2 separate regions of the Sus scrofa genome follow, and region 2 is linked to region 1. The links are chromatin contacts, called in public HiChIP or PLAC-seq maps. All regions are on one chromosome and are shown on one strand. Each heading gives the region's core, a stretch centred on a gene start, on an enhancer-like site or on the middle of the called end of the contact. The rest is flanking DNA. Distances are from core to core; before and after follow the strand shown. Region 1 holds the start of OSTF1 (osteoclast stimulating factor 1). Region 2 holds the start of RFK (riboflavin kinase).

The links. HiChIP or PLAC-seq counts read pairs in DNA pulled down with a chosen protein or histone mark.
Region 2: an H3K27ac HiChIP or PLAC-seq map of alveolar macrophages shows a contact between it and region 1. The contact joins the promoter of RFK here to the promoter of OSTF1 in region 1. A contact is called at or near these places in 1 of 5 promoter capture datasets (liver), 1 of 47 Hi-C or Micro-C datasets (heart right ventricle) and 1 of 2 datasets of contacts at active chromatin or transcription factors (alveolar macrophages).

The regions. Positions count from the first base shown.
Region 1 is chr1:228,138,111-228,145,027 of Sscrofa11.1, reverse strand. It overlaps OSTF1 (osteoclast stimulating factor 1), which reads right to left and starts at 2,869. Exons shown (of 10, transcript NM_214005.1): 1 at 2,639-2,869. The coding sequence starts at 2,672. NMRK1 (nicotinamide riboside kinase 1) reads left to right here and starts at 3,138. Exons shown (of 9, transcript XM_003121961.4): 1 at 3,138-3,374.
Region 2 is chr1:229,333,409-229,339,947 of Sscrofa11.1, reverse strand. RFK (riboflavin kinase) reads left to right here and starts at 2,871. Exons shown (of 5, transcript XM_003121967.5): 1 at 2,871-3,296; 2 at 4,229-4,261; 3 at 4,264-4,379. The coding sequence starts at 3,215.

The DNA.
Region 1 (6,917 bases), core at 1,620-4,119:
ACTTGTGTTTCTTTGTAGAGCTGTCTGGTCCACTGAAACACTTTAAGAGAACTCATGGGGAAAGCTCATCTCAGATCTCAGTACCATTAAAACAACTCTTCTCAGAGCAGGGAATACATTTTAATTTTATGAACACTGGGAATCTTGTAACTGATCTCTTCTCTCTGCTTGAAGCAGAGAAATAAATCTACAAGCCTCCTTTAGAAATTCTGCAGGACCTAACAACATGCATATCTATAAGCTACCTTTCCTTCTGATTTCCTCTTATTAGTCTTCACTCCCTCTGTATGACCCTACCTCCTTCACCTCTTCTTTAACTCTCATTTGGGATGAAGCAGGGTATAAACAAACCAAGAAACCAAAAATTATATACATCTGTCCCTTAATTCCAAGCTTGCTTTAGACATTTTCATCCATGTAGTTTGCCTGCATGACAAGAAAGTAAAGCTCAGCAGCACTCTCCCTGCTGCTACCAACCAGGGGGTGACCTTTATGTCCATTTCTGACAAGAAAGTCTGACAGAGGATCAGAAGGGCTGTCCTTTCTACTCCTATGCACCAGTTCTAAAATACACACATGATGACTGCTATGAATGGTATGTTGTGATGTGATAATAATATGGTTAAGGGCCCTGACTCTGGAGTCAAACTACCTGGGTTCTAATCCTGTCCACTTCCCAGGGCAGGACTCAGTGGCTGACCTTGGGCAAGTAACCTAAGCTTTCTATGCCTTGCTTTCATTTCCCCATCCATGCAATGGGAACAATAAAGGTACTCACCTCACAGGATTATTGTGAAAGGTAAATGAGTGAACACATGCAAAGTGATTAGGTCAGTGCCTGGCATACAGTAAATGTGGGTCAGTACCAAAATAGGACAGTTCTGTTTTCAATTGAGCCAGGCCACACAAAGTGTCAAGTCAGACTGAAAGTAGGATTTCTCACTGTAAATTAGTAAACTAACAGATCAGTTTCTAGGGTGACCTTATTTGAGTTTGGATCTCATTTATAAACCAGTGAGGACCCTGAATAGCAGTCATTTTCAATCATTTGCTTTCTGATTTGCTGAAGAGAAGAAAGCAGTAGGGTCAGATAACAAAAATGGTTCCTGAAAGTGTATTTACAACTGGTCACAATGTGATCCCTAAAGCACACCAGTGCAAACACACAAACACACCACGTCAATGTCCCTTCAGGAGCAGCAGGGACATAGCTTAAGGTCTAGAGATGAAAAACCTCCTGAACGGCTCCTCAGGACCTTCTTTAAAATAAAGTATTTTGTTTAGCTATTAAAGAATAACTCTACTTTGTTGAATACTGCATGTCCTGATTTACATATGAGTTTAGGGCACTGCCAGCTCCTATATAGGCACCTCCTCTCATACGCAAACTCCATGAAATTCCACAGCTAAAGAAGCACAGAGCCCAATTCCAGCCATGTCCCTACCTTTGCTCACAGCAGAACCAAAGTCCCCAAAATTTCCTTCACACCCAGCCCACCAACATTTAAGTCCTCAATGAACGACCATGCCATACATGTACCTAATTTTCAAATAAAATGACTGGAAACTACCACATGTGAGGGCAAACAAGGGAAGATGGAGTGCTTGACTAAAATTTAGGAAGATCAAGAAAATATTATCTTCCTAAACAAGGTTACTTTGAAATTGACCTAGATGGCTAAATTTCAGCCTGCGTTATACTGATGTTACATGAGAATGGAAGAAAAAAACTGAGAATTTATCTTCCATTTCCTATGTTTTCTGTACCTACCTACCGGATGAATGCATGAATGAGTCTGTTACAGTACTGAACTGAAATAATTAATTCCCTCTTAAATTCTCCTTTCTCCATATCCCAGGAAATATTCTAAGGATAAAATAAAAATGAACAAGGACTACAAGCGCTCTTTAGCGCTGCTTTGAGGAACTTAGTAATCTCATCCTCTCCAATTTAGCCAAATTCATTAGGGGAGTGGAGGCAAAGGACTTGTATTGCCTGATAAAATGACACTTCCGAATAGCAATTGCTGAGATTATCCTGCCACAGCCTAGATTCTTCTAGTCCGGAGTTCAAGTACACTTTTGTAAAAGCTTTCCTCAAGATCTCGAGGTCAATTTTCGAACGCAGCTCCTCTCAAAAGTCCCAAAGAAGACCCGCTCACGCACCCCACCCTACAAGCAGCGCACTTCCCGTTCCCTTTGGCCGGTCAAGAACTCAAACTTGACAGTGACACACACTGAAAAAAAAAAAAAAAAAAAAGAGGAAGTGGCTAAAAACCCATTTCAAGACATTTATTTTTTTTCCTAAGGGAGATCAATGGCCCTGTCTTCCAGGAAAGCTTCAATGGGACGTAGCCTTCGCATCGCCTGGAAAGTTGCCGCTAATGACAATGTTGCAAAGCCAAGCGTGACTCCTCTTCAAAAATAAAATTTTTTAAATTCCTCGAAAATCTTCTTGCTATCCAAACTGATCGCCCCGCTACAGCGAACGCAGCAGCAACGCTAACAACTCCTATCCCGGTGGGTCCCTTTTCGAAAGCGAGGCTGGGGCCGGGTACGTGTCTGGTTTGCCCTGCCAAGTGGCAAAGGGAGCGCAGAGCACCGCGGCGGCCAGGGGACCCGCGAGCACCTCCCTTACCTGGTTTGACCGGTTTGGGTGGCGGCTTCGACATCTCTTCCTGGAGCGGCTGATCCTGTAGACCACGCACGAAAAGCCAAACGAACGCCCCTCCACTCGGCACTCCGGGCGCCCCAAAGTTTCTTTTTGTCTGGCTTGCATCGGGGCGCCTTCAAGGACCTGCGTCCACCCTTGGCAGCCAGACAAGCAGAAGCTGGCAGAGCCGCTCCGCGCAGTACCCCGCCCCGCCCCGCGGCCGACAGACCCGTCCGGAGCGCGCGGCCGGACAGATGAGGAAGTGGCCGCCGCTTCGCCGAGCGCTAATTGGCTCCCCTGCTGCCAGCTTCCCCGAGGCAGGAGCGCGGGAGGCGCGCACGACAGCGCGCGCGGCGGCAGAATCAGCCGGAGCCGAACGGGGGCGTCGTAGGCTCGCGCCAGGGCCAGCCAGGGGCGCGCGGCAAGGAGGGGAAAGGGCTGGACTGTGTAGGAGCGCGAGCGCGCGCACGCGGCCACGCTCTCCGGAGTCCCGCCCCGCCCAACGCCGGCTGGAGCCGGGCGCCGCGTCCGCTCCGGGTGGGACGGAAACCTGGGGTTTGTCACCTCTACCCTGGGCCACCTCTGACCCGGGAGGGGCGCGGGGGAAGGACTTGTGGGCGTCTCGGTTAACGAGCTTCGGGGGTTGCGGAGGGTTAGTGAGAGGCGTGCGGTTGGCAATTGCTTGTGCCGCTCTGCTTGGGAGCACTCGAACTGGCGCTGGGTGAGTACCTGATAGACCCCGCCGCGCAGCGCCGACTCTCTGGGGCCAGGAGGTATTTCCACAGTGTTCCAGCGCTGGAGCCCGAGCCTGGTTGTGTCTTGAAAGCCTTGTTGAGGCTCCTACCACCATAAAGGGACTGATCCGTGGCCTGCCCAGGAGGACGTGTACTCGTGATGGTGTGGTGCTCTCACGCCCCCTAATAATCCTTAAAATGGGAGTCTGCCTTCTAGAGACCGTTCAGGTTGTTGGGAGAAGTCACTGGGGCAGAGTCAGGTCATGATCCCTAGGGCAGGAGAAAATTTTTATTTCTGTAGCATTGGATTCGGCTAATTGCGGCCCCCTTGCCGCCTGTTATTGTACCACCTGAGAATGGTTTTCACATTTTTTTAATGGCTTAAAAGAAATCAGAAGCAGCAGATTTTTTGGCACGTGAGAATTATATGAAATTCAGATTTCAGTGTCCATAAATTTTATTAGAACACAGCCACGCTCATTTGCTTATGTATTGTCTCCCGCCACTTTTGCTGCCTAACAGCAGAACTGAGCAGCTGCCTGCAAAGCCGAGAACATTCACCATAACAGTACTTGGCAGAGCAAGTTTGCCCACCTCAGATTACCAGATTGAATCTCCACTGGGAGGCTGGGGCATAGGAGAAACACTGTGTGTGTTAAACTCAAAACAGCACAGGCTATATCATAAACTAGTTGTTTGTTTGGAGGAAGAAAAATGGGAAATATTTTACATGAGACTCTATGTAAAATGAACCTTCAAAGTTTCCCCTGGGGTTAATGAAAGAATGATTCCAAGAGAAAAGGGCATGGGTCGTGTATTCAGAAACACCAGCCTTGGGAGATTGCTGTTTACTGAAAGGGAGCAAAGTTTAAAAAATAGGAGTTCCCACTGTGGCCCAGTGGGGTGGACAGTGTCTCTGCAGCAGCAGGAATGTTTGATCTTCTGCCCAGCACATTGGGTAAGGATCCAGCCTTGCTGTAGCTGTGGCATAGGTAGCAACTCCAGCTTGGATTCATCCCTGGCCTGGGGCGACCAAAAAAATTTTTTTAATTAAATTTAAATTTTTTTAAAATTAAAAACAGTAGAAGACTTCCTTGTCACATAGAAGGTTATCAAAATATGTAATAAAATAAATGGATGGGAAGTCTTGAAACATTACACTTTTAGAAAAACCAGGCTGCTCTTTATACATCCTGAAAAGCCCCCTGTTTCCTTAGCTAGCTGTCATCCATTTATACTAGGGAGTTGCTGTCTTTCTTATAATCTGTTGATTCCACCCGTGCCACCTCTGACAATTTGGCAGTTAGAATCCAAAATGTACCACATTTAGTAGTGAAATAATTTAAATATCATAAACACATACCAGCTATGGAAAAAAGGACTGAACAACATATTTTACTTAGAGTTTAAAAAAAGCATTAAAAAAATTACTCAGTTTGGCTTAGCTCTTGGCTATCTTAATCTGTTCTCCTCAGCCTTAGCAAATTCTCTCAGCTGTTAAAGAAAGCCTTGCACTTAATGGGCAAATAAAGTACAGTTGACTCTTAACACAGGTTTGAACTGGTCCAGCAGTACCACATAATCCCAGCTTGATTGAATCCAAGGATGCAGAACCTTAGATACAGAGGGCTGGCTATAAAGTTAGAAGTGGACTTTTTGAATGCAAGGGGGTTGACATCCCCAACCTCCACATTGTTCAAGGGTCAACTGTACATAAATATCACACAAGACTAGAAGTGTTAGGTATTCCTGGTAATTGGATGCCCTGGTTTGATGAGGCTGGAAAAGTGCAAATGGTTGGACATCCAGTGATTTACAGTTTGTAGGTGATTGAACTTGTGTTGGACTGATTGAAGTCTGATTTTTGAGTAGTTCTTAAAGAGGACAACAGGCAGTGAAATAATAGAACATGGTGTGGAGATGGACAATGCTAGGCCTGAACTTGGAGTTCACCTGAAGATGCCCTGTGGACCCAACACTGCTTTGGAAATAAATGGCTTCTGGAATTGTTGTGCCTACCCCATACCCATTCAGCCCCCAGCCATAGGGGTTTTTTTGTTGTTGTTTTGTGTTTTTAGGGCCTCACCTGCAGCATATGGAGGTTCCCAGGCTAGGGGTCCAGGTGGAGCTGAAGCTGCCGGCCTATACCACAGCTCATGACAGTGCAGGATCCTTAACCCACTGAGCAAGGCCAGGGATCGAACCCGAGTCCTCATGGATGCTAGTCGGGTTTGTTAACTGCTGAGCCATGACGGAAACTCCCCAGCCATAGATTTTGCTTCTGCTTCTCTCCATTCCCTGCCCCTCCCACCATAGTGTCACCTGTTCATTGCTAATGGACTGTGCTCAACATTTACCCAAACACTGTCTTGGACAGGCTAAGACTGCTAACTAATATAGAAATGAGGGTTCCTATTTTGGTTAAAACGCGTGTTTGATCATGGAAGTTCCCTCCCAAGCCCAGGGGATTTTAGAAGTAGATTATTGACTCTCCCTCACTATTGGTTTCTCAGTTGTTAGATTTTCCACCCAAATAACCCCCTCAAGCCTATTTCCAGTGCTATAGCCACACTGCCTTGTTTTTACATGCTGTATAATCGATCCAGCATCCTCATGTCTATGCACAGATGTGGCAGGAAGCACAGGATCAGTAGCAGTCTTTGCCATTCAGCAGGCACAGCAAATACACACCCCGTCAATAATACATCAATAAAAATGACATCAATTATATACAAAACCCTCACAAGACAGCACATGTACAATGTCCTTTCTTTGCTTTTGGTAATAAAGTGCATTTTAGCAGATTAGAAAGCAGTTAGGAAGCTATCTTGCTTGGTTTAGTTTTGTTTCTAGTTTTCCATTACTCTTTGTGATCTTGAGCAAGTCACTCTATTGTCTGGGCCAGCTTCAACTTCTGCAAAATGAAGGGGTGGACTCAGTGATCTCTAAGCCTATGTTTCTCCAGGAGTGAGAATTTATGCTCTGACATGTTATCCAAAAATAGGAAAGATGGGAGCAAGGAATAACAAAGGTTTATGGATTTTTTTTTCTTATTTTGTCAATTGAGGACATCAATCTACTACTGCCTACTCCCAACATAATTTCATAGGAGAAAAGACATTTATCACCAAAAATGTAAGAAAGCTACCATCGGAGTTCCAGTTGTGGCTCAGTGGTTAACAAACCCAACTAGTATCCATGAGGATACGGGTTCAATCCCTGGCCTTGCTCAGTGGGTTAAGGATCTGGCATTGCTGTGAGCTGTGGTGTAGGACAGCAGCTACAGCTCCAATTCGACCCCTAGCCTGGGAACCGCCACATGCCACAGGTGCAGCCCTGAAAAGCAAATAAAAAGACAAAAAGACAAAAAAGGAAGAAGAAGAAAGCTCCCATCTCAGGGTAAAAAAAAAAGGATTTTTTCCCTTCCCCAATAAAAGATCATTTGCAGCCTTGGGCTGACATATTAAAAATAAAAACAGGGTAAAATATAATACAAAAGCAGTAAAAATCACAATGTAAAAATTTATTCT
Region 2 (6,539 bases), core at 1,622-4,121, 1.2 Mb before region 1:
CCACAGCCACAGCAGCAACAGATCTGAGCCACATCCGTGGCCTACACCAGAACTTGTGGCAATGCAGGATCCGTAACTCACTGAACAAGGCCAGGGATCAAACTCACAACCTCATGGAGACTATGTTGGGTTCTTAACCTGATAGCCACGATGAGACCTCCCCATTTGCTCATTTTTTTAATTGTGTTTTTTTCTCATTGTTGAGTTATAAGAGTTCTTTAGATTTATTTTTTATTGTTTACTTGTAGTATGCCCTCTCTCTTTCCTTTACACATCTCTCTAGTTCTACCTCCTCCTGATTCTCCTCTGTGATCTTCCTGCAGAGAGATAACTCCAGCACCAGAGAAGTGTGCTCTTTGCCTACTTGCAGAGGGGGGATGCTGCTAGTGCAGCTCGTAGGGGGAAATGAAAAGCATATTTCCAGTATTTCCTTGGTTAAAAGCTTCAAGTGTCATAAAGACACACAGACCCCCCCCCCAAACTTTGGGTTTACATTTGAGAATGCTGGGTGGCATTCTTTTATAGTCAAATGAGTGGGAAAAATAGTATACCCATTAGGCTACAGAAAATCACATGAATTGTTTCAAGTATATTCTTTGGCCACTGAAGTAGAGTGAAAGCGGTCTGACTTGACTAATTAAAGTCAAGTATTTGAGGAGGGTCCTTAGAGATTAAAGTATTTGAGGGGGGTCCTTAGAGATTAAACCCAAATGGTAAATTCAAGGGAACCCTTGGAGGGCTATTTTATTCTGTAGTAGCTGGGAGCCATTGAGGTCTACTAAGCTGCAGTGGAATAGAGTCAAGCTCCTGCCTTTCATATCCTATGCTGATTACACAGTAATTTTGTATAGTAATTGACATGTCAGTACATTTTTAAAACTTTGAGCCTGACTGCTCATCTTTGAAATTCTCCAGAGTTCCCGTTGTTGCTCAGCAGGTTAAGGACCTGATGTTGTCTCTTTAAGGATTTGGGTTTGATCCCTGGGCTCACTCAGTGGCTGTGGTATGGGCTGCAACTACAGCTCTGATTTGACCCCTGACCCAGTAACTTCCATATGCCACAGCTGCAGCTGTGGAAAAAGAAGAAAAAAGAAAAGAAATTCTTCAAGCCTCCCTTTCCCTCTATATAAATTGGAGTTAATGCTTTCTTCCAAAACCGATCTAAGGATTACATGAGATGGTGTGGTAAGTACTTATTATTATTTCATTTCATTCCTAAAACCACCTCTCCCCATTTATCCCCTGTGACTTTAGTTATTTCATCTCATTTAATTGTGACATTGGAGGAGTAGGACCTGTTGTGTGTGCTTTCCCAGGCTCTCATCTCCAGGCCTTTCTTATCTGGTATATCTCTGATAATGATGCTGCTGCTGAATTGTTCTGATAGACTAAGTCATTTGTTAAGTGCAGTATGTACTTAAACTCCTCAAAGTTATTTATATTCCCATTCAGATGACAAGGACACCTAGATTCAGACAGGGTACTTTGCCCAGAGTTACCCAACAATTAAATGAGGCAAGGCCTGCATTTAAACCCCAGTTTATATAGCCTAGCATCTACGTACTTAACCATTAACTATCCAAAATGCATTTTTGGAGTTCTCTTATGGTGCATCGGGTTAAGGGTCCAGCATTGTCATTGCAGTAGCTCCAGTGACTGCTGTGATGCAGGTTGGATTCCTGTCCCAGGAATTTCCACAAGCCACAGGTGTGGCCAAAAAAAAGTCTTTTATGTGAGGTCTGCTTACTCTACATGCAACTTTCCAAGCATTTTGTCAGGACTCCCATTGGTGTTTTTATAGCATAGCATTGTTATCGGGCTTCCCAACTGGTCTCCCCCACTAGAGGGAGTCTCCCAAGGGCCAAGAGTTTGTCTCATTTGCCTTTGTTCACCCCACCTTGCATTGTGCTAGGCACACACAGGGCTCATTAATTTTTTCTTTCTGCTAATAATTACAGAGCGCTTGCTGTGATCCAGGCACTATGCTAGTATTAGGGAAGTAAAAACAGTCTTGCCAATAAACACCCCTTCAGTACAAATACAGAGAATACAATTCTAACATTGCGAAAGCACTATCAGAGTTACATACATGTAAGGTAAAGGAAAATGACTGCAAAATCTGGACAGAGTTTCACACACATTTGTTGAGAAAAGTAAAAGAGAACAATTTTTTTTTTCCCTCAAGAACAAGGTAAAAGGGTGCATCTTCTGAGCCACCCTGGAAGTATTTCCCCAGGTAATGTTTACAGTTCCAAGGGTCAGAAGGCCTACGAATTTGCACTCCAATAGAGAGCAAGCCTTTCTTCAAGTTTATCAGGTTGTAGGAGAGACTGGGAGGTACAGAAAGAGGGTCGGAAGGTGCCGCATCCCTCCCCCAAAAACTTAGTCCTTGTAATCTTCCGCCAGTCACTGAGATTGCAGCCTTACAGACCAGGCCCTACTCTGCTGGAGCTTACATCCTGGTAACTTCAGATCGTGGTCAAACGGGGTCCCGGGGAGAGGAGATTCACTTTGGTAGGTAGTTAGGAAAAGTCTCTATGAAGAGGTGACCGTTGAGATAGAATTTTCGTTTAATAAATGTTTAAAGAGCGAATGAATGATGAATGACGATCAAAGTGTTAGTTGTCAAGGAGATAAAGAACGTCTCTCTTTGGCGTCAGGACCGTGATGAAAAGGCGAAAGGGAAAAGAAACACTTAGGATTGCCCGAGAACTGTGTTTTCACAGCCCCTAGGCTGAAAATCGGTTCCCCGGATCAGTTCTCATTGCTGTTCAGAGAAACTGAGGAGCGGCGAATTGGCGGGTCGCGGGCTATGGCGGGGGGCGGGGCCACGGCGGGGGCGGGGCTACGGAAGCCGAACGGGCGCTGGGGCTCTTGGTCGGGCCGGGGTAGTGTGCGCAGGCCCGCGGCGCTCGGTGGGCTGGGCGCCCTCCACGCCGGCCCGCCCCGTGAGCTCCCCGCCCACACCCGCACTTAACTTCCGCGGTCGCCGGCGGCGTCCAAGAGCCGAGACACAGCCTCTGAGTTACCGGGTACCTTCTATTGGGTCAGCGGCGTGAGAATACTGCCCACGGCGTGTCGTCCGCGCCGCCCGGCCAGCCGGTCAAGTTCCGTCCTTGTCCCCCGGCTGGTCCGGGGTTCCGGCACCGCCGCGTTGGCGGCCCCGCCGGACGCGCGGACGGGGCCGCAGCCCGCACCCCAAACGAACGGCGTCATGAGGAACCTGCCGTACTTCTGCCGTGGCCAAGTGGTGCGGGGCTTTGGCCGCGGCTCCAAGCAGTTGGGTATCCCTACAGGTGAGCACGGGAGGGCGCAGAGGCCCCCACCCACCCTGGCCCGAGTCACCTGGCGGCCGGGACGTCTGCCGGGGGCTCCAGACCGGGTCGTGGGGCTGCGGTCAGAGGGACATTCCTCTCTGCTGACGCTTTGTGGAGGCGGAGGACCTTTGGTCGGACTGAGGGAGCGCGTCCTCGCCCCCACGGCCTCACCCGGGACAGGGCTTGAGGGATGGAGAGAGCAGGAAGCCAGAGCTGAATTTCGGGATCCACCTTTCCCGCCTCCCCATCCAGCCCTGATAAAGCGGTTAAGCATGGGGCGCGTCTTGCCCTTTAGCAAACGTTTTGTGGGCCCGAGAGGCTAAATGCTCAAGCCAGCCGTAAGGTTTTCTTGTCTTTAAATCTATTAGATTGTGTCTAAATGATGACAAAGGCAGAATGGGAACCAGGTATCTTTTTTGGTCTGTTTACATTAGTTTTCGTAGTCAAAACTTGGAGATAGGCTTAATTCATCCAGCCGCAATACATTCTAAAGTAGTCTTTGAGCTTGTATCCTAAGCATGTGTATTTCCAAAAAATAAGAATCTTTTCAAGAGATTTTAAACTCCTTAAGAAAGAGCAGGGCTCCTTAAGAAAGAGCAGGGCTAAGAAATCCAGCTGTACATATACCTATTTTCTTCTATCCTGAGAGTGTACTTTTTTGGGAGGGCTTAATACCCTCACTGTGACCTGTTACCTTTTACACTTACAATTGATACCTTTTCCCCAACCTATCCATATAAAGAGGAGAAGAAATCACAACAGAATATGAAACAATGAAGTTAATTAATTGTAGACAGAATCCTAAGAATTCTTTGGAGTGTAATGATTTAGACTAGCCTTGCATGTGGTTTTTATAAAACTTTATTGGCTATGAAACTCTTAACACTAGCATCATATTTTCTGTTGTTTAGCTAACTTTCCTGAACAAGTAGTAGATAATCTTCCAGCGATGTATCCACTGGCATTTATTATGGTTGGGCCAGTGTTGGAAGTGGAGATGTCCATAAGATGGTGGTGAGCATAGGATGGAACCCATACTACAAGAATACAAAAAAGTCCATGGTAAGAATTAAGAATTGCATTTCACTCTGACTGAAAATGGAATGATGATTTAGAGTAATGCACAGAGAGAGCTCATCAGTGGTGGCCACAATATAGTCCAAAGACTAGAATTTTGGCAGCGTACTTGAAGGGTTTGAAAGTGAAGTGTTTGGTTACTCTTTGAATGGAATAACTTTTCTGTCCTTCCACTTTCAATATATTTGTGTCTTTGAATCTAAATGGAGTCTCTTATGAAGGATTATAGTTGGATCTTGTGTTTTTTTAACCAACTCTGCCTTTTGATTGGAGTTTAATCCATTTACATTTAAAGTAATTACTGATAAGAATGAACTTAAGCTGTTTTGCTATTTTTTTTTTTACTTTAGCTTTTTTGTCCCCTCAGTTCCTCCATTACTGGTTTGTGTGTTTGGTTGATTTTTTTTCTTTTTTCCTTTTCTTTTTTTGGCCACACTCATGATGTATACAAGTTTCCAGGCTAGGGATCAAATCCAAGCTGAAGCTGTGGCCTATGCCACTGCAAATCTTTTTTTTTTTTTTTTTTTTTTTTTTGCTTTTTACATCTGCAGCCATGGCATATGGAAGTTCCCTGACTAGGGGTCAAATCAGAGCTGCAGCTGCTTGGCCTACACCACAGCCACAGCAGCATGGGATCCAAGCTGGGTCAGTGACCTACAGCACAGCTCATGGCAATGCTGGATTCTTAACCCACTGAGCAAGGCCAGGGATCAAACCTGCATCTTCATGGATACTAGTCGGATTCATTTCCACTGTGCCACAACAAGAACTCCTGCAGTCAGATTCTTAACGCATTACATCACAGTGGGAGCTCCAGGTGGTTGATTTTTTTTTTTTTTTTTTTTTTTTTTTTTTTTTTTTTTTGTAGTGACACCTTTTAATTCCCATCTTGTTTTCTTTTGTGTATTTTCTATAGATATTTTCTTTCTGGTTACTATAGGGGCTGCATTTAACATCCTAAAGTTATAAAAACCTCATTTGAATTTATACCAACTTAGTATACAAAAACAAATTACATTTTTATACCTTGTGTGCCCAGTAACATAGATTAATAAATTTTTATGCATTTATCTTTTAAATCATGGAGAAAATAGACAGTGGCATTATAAACCAAAACTAAAATAATTAATTTTTATAACTACCCATGTGTTTACCTTTACTAGAAATAAAAGTGAAAGTTGAGCTTGCTACAGTTAATGTAGGTCATCCACTCTAATTCTTTGGTCACCCTGTTAAGGTAGAAGTGCTTACTACATGGGTGGTGCTTTCTGATAAAATTTCGAGGTGATGCTTTTTTTCCCCTCTTTTAAACCCCTTTGAGGGTGAACATATTCCTCTGTTCTTTTCACCAGAACCACACAGCTTAAATGCTTAATCTGCTAGATATGGCTGAATCTTTTGGTCAGCTCAGGTATGTGGCAGAAACAGTGTTAAAGTTGATCTAAATTTCATCCTCTTCGAAGAGTTTATAGAAAAAAAGTGTGTCATAGTTGGAAAACCAGCTAGAATAGTGCTGGTATGAGCAATAGAAATGGCCTACAGCTACGTAACATTGTGCTCGATGTTTCTCTTAATTTTACCATTAAGGATGTGTTGGGATAGAGTTGATGAAAGAACACAAAATATTTTTCTGTGGAATGAGGAAGGAAATGAAGTACAGGAGGCTATCCCATGACTAATTTTTCCTCATTGGCTACTCAGATAACAGAACTATTACTAGAGGGCCAGTTAAGGAATGCCTTTTTTAGAGTTTTTCTTTTTTCTTTCCTTTGCTGACAGACATATATGATGTGCCTGTTCAGGTCTTTATCCCTTCTAAAAAATTTGATTGTCTCTTTTACTGACTTAAAGAGGTTCTTAATATATTCTAGAGCCAAGTCTTTTGTTGGAAGTATGTATTATACAGATGTCTTCTGCCACTATGTTGCTTTTTTAAAAAATTCACCTAATGGAATGGTGCCTTTTGAAAAAGAGTTTCTTTGTTCATTCCTTCTTTGATGTGTTCATTCCCTCTTTGATGTATTTGCTCCATACATGTTAGATTTTTTCTAAAAATAGCAAATCACATCAGATTTGTGGTATAGCATAGTTGTGATATGTAAGGTCAGGGTCAAGAGCAGGAGCAATGAAATAATTAAGGAAAAA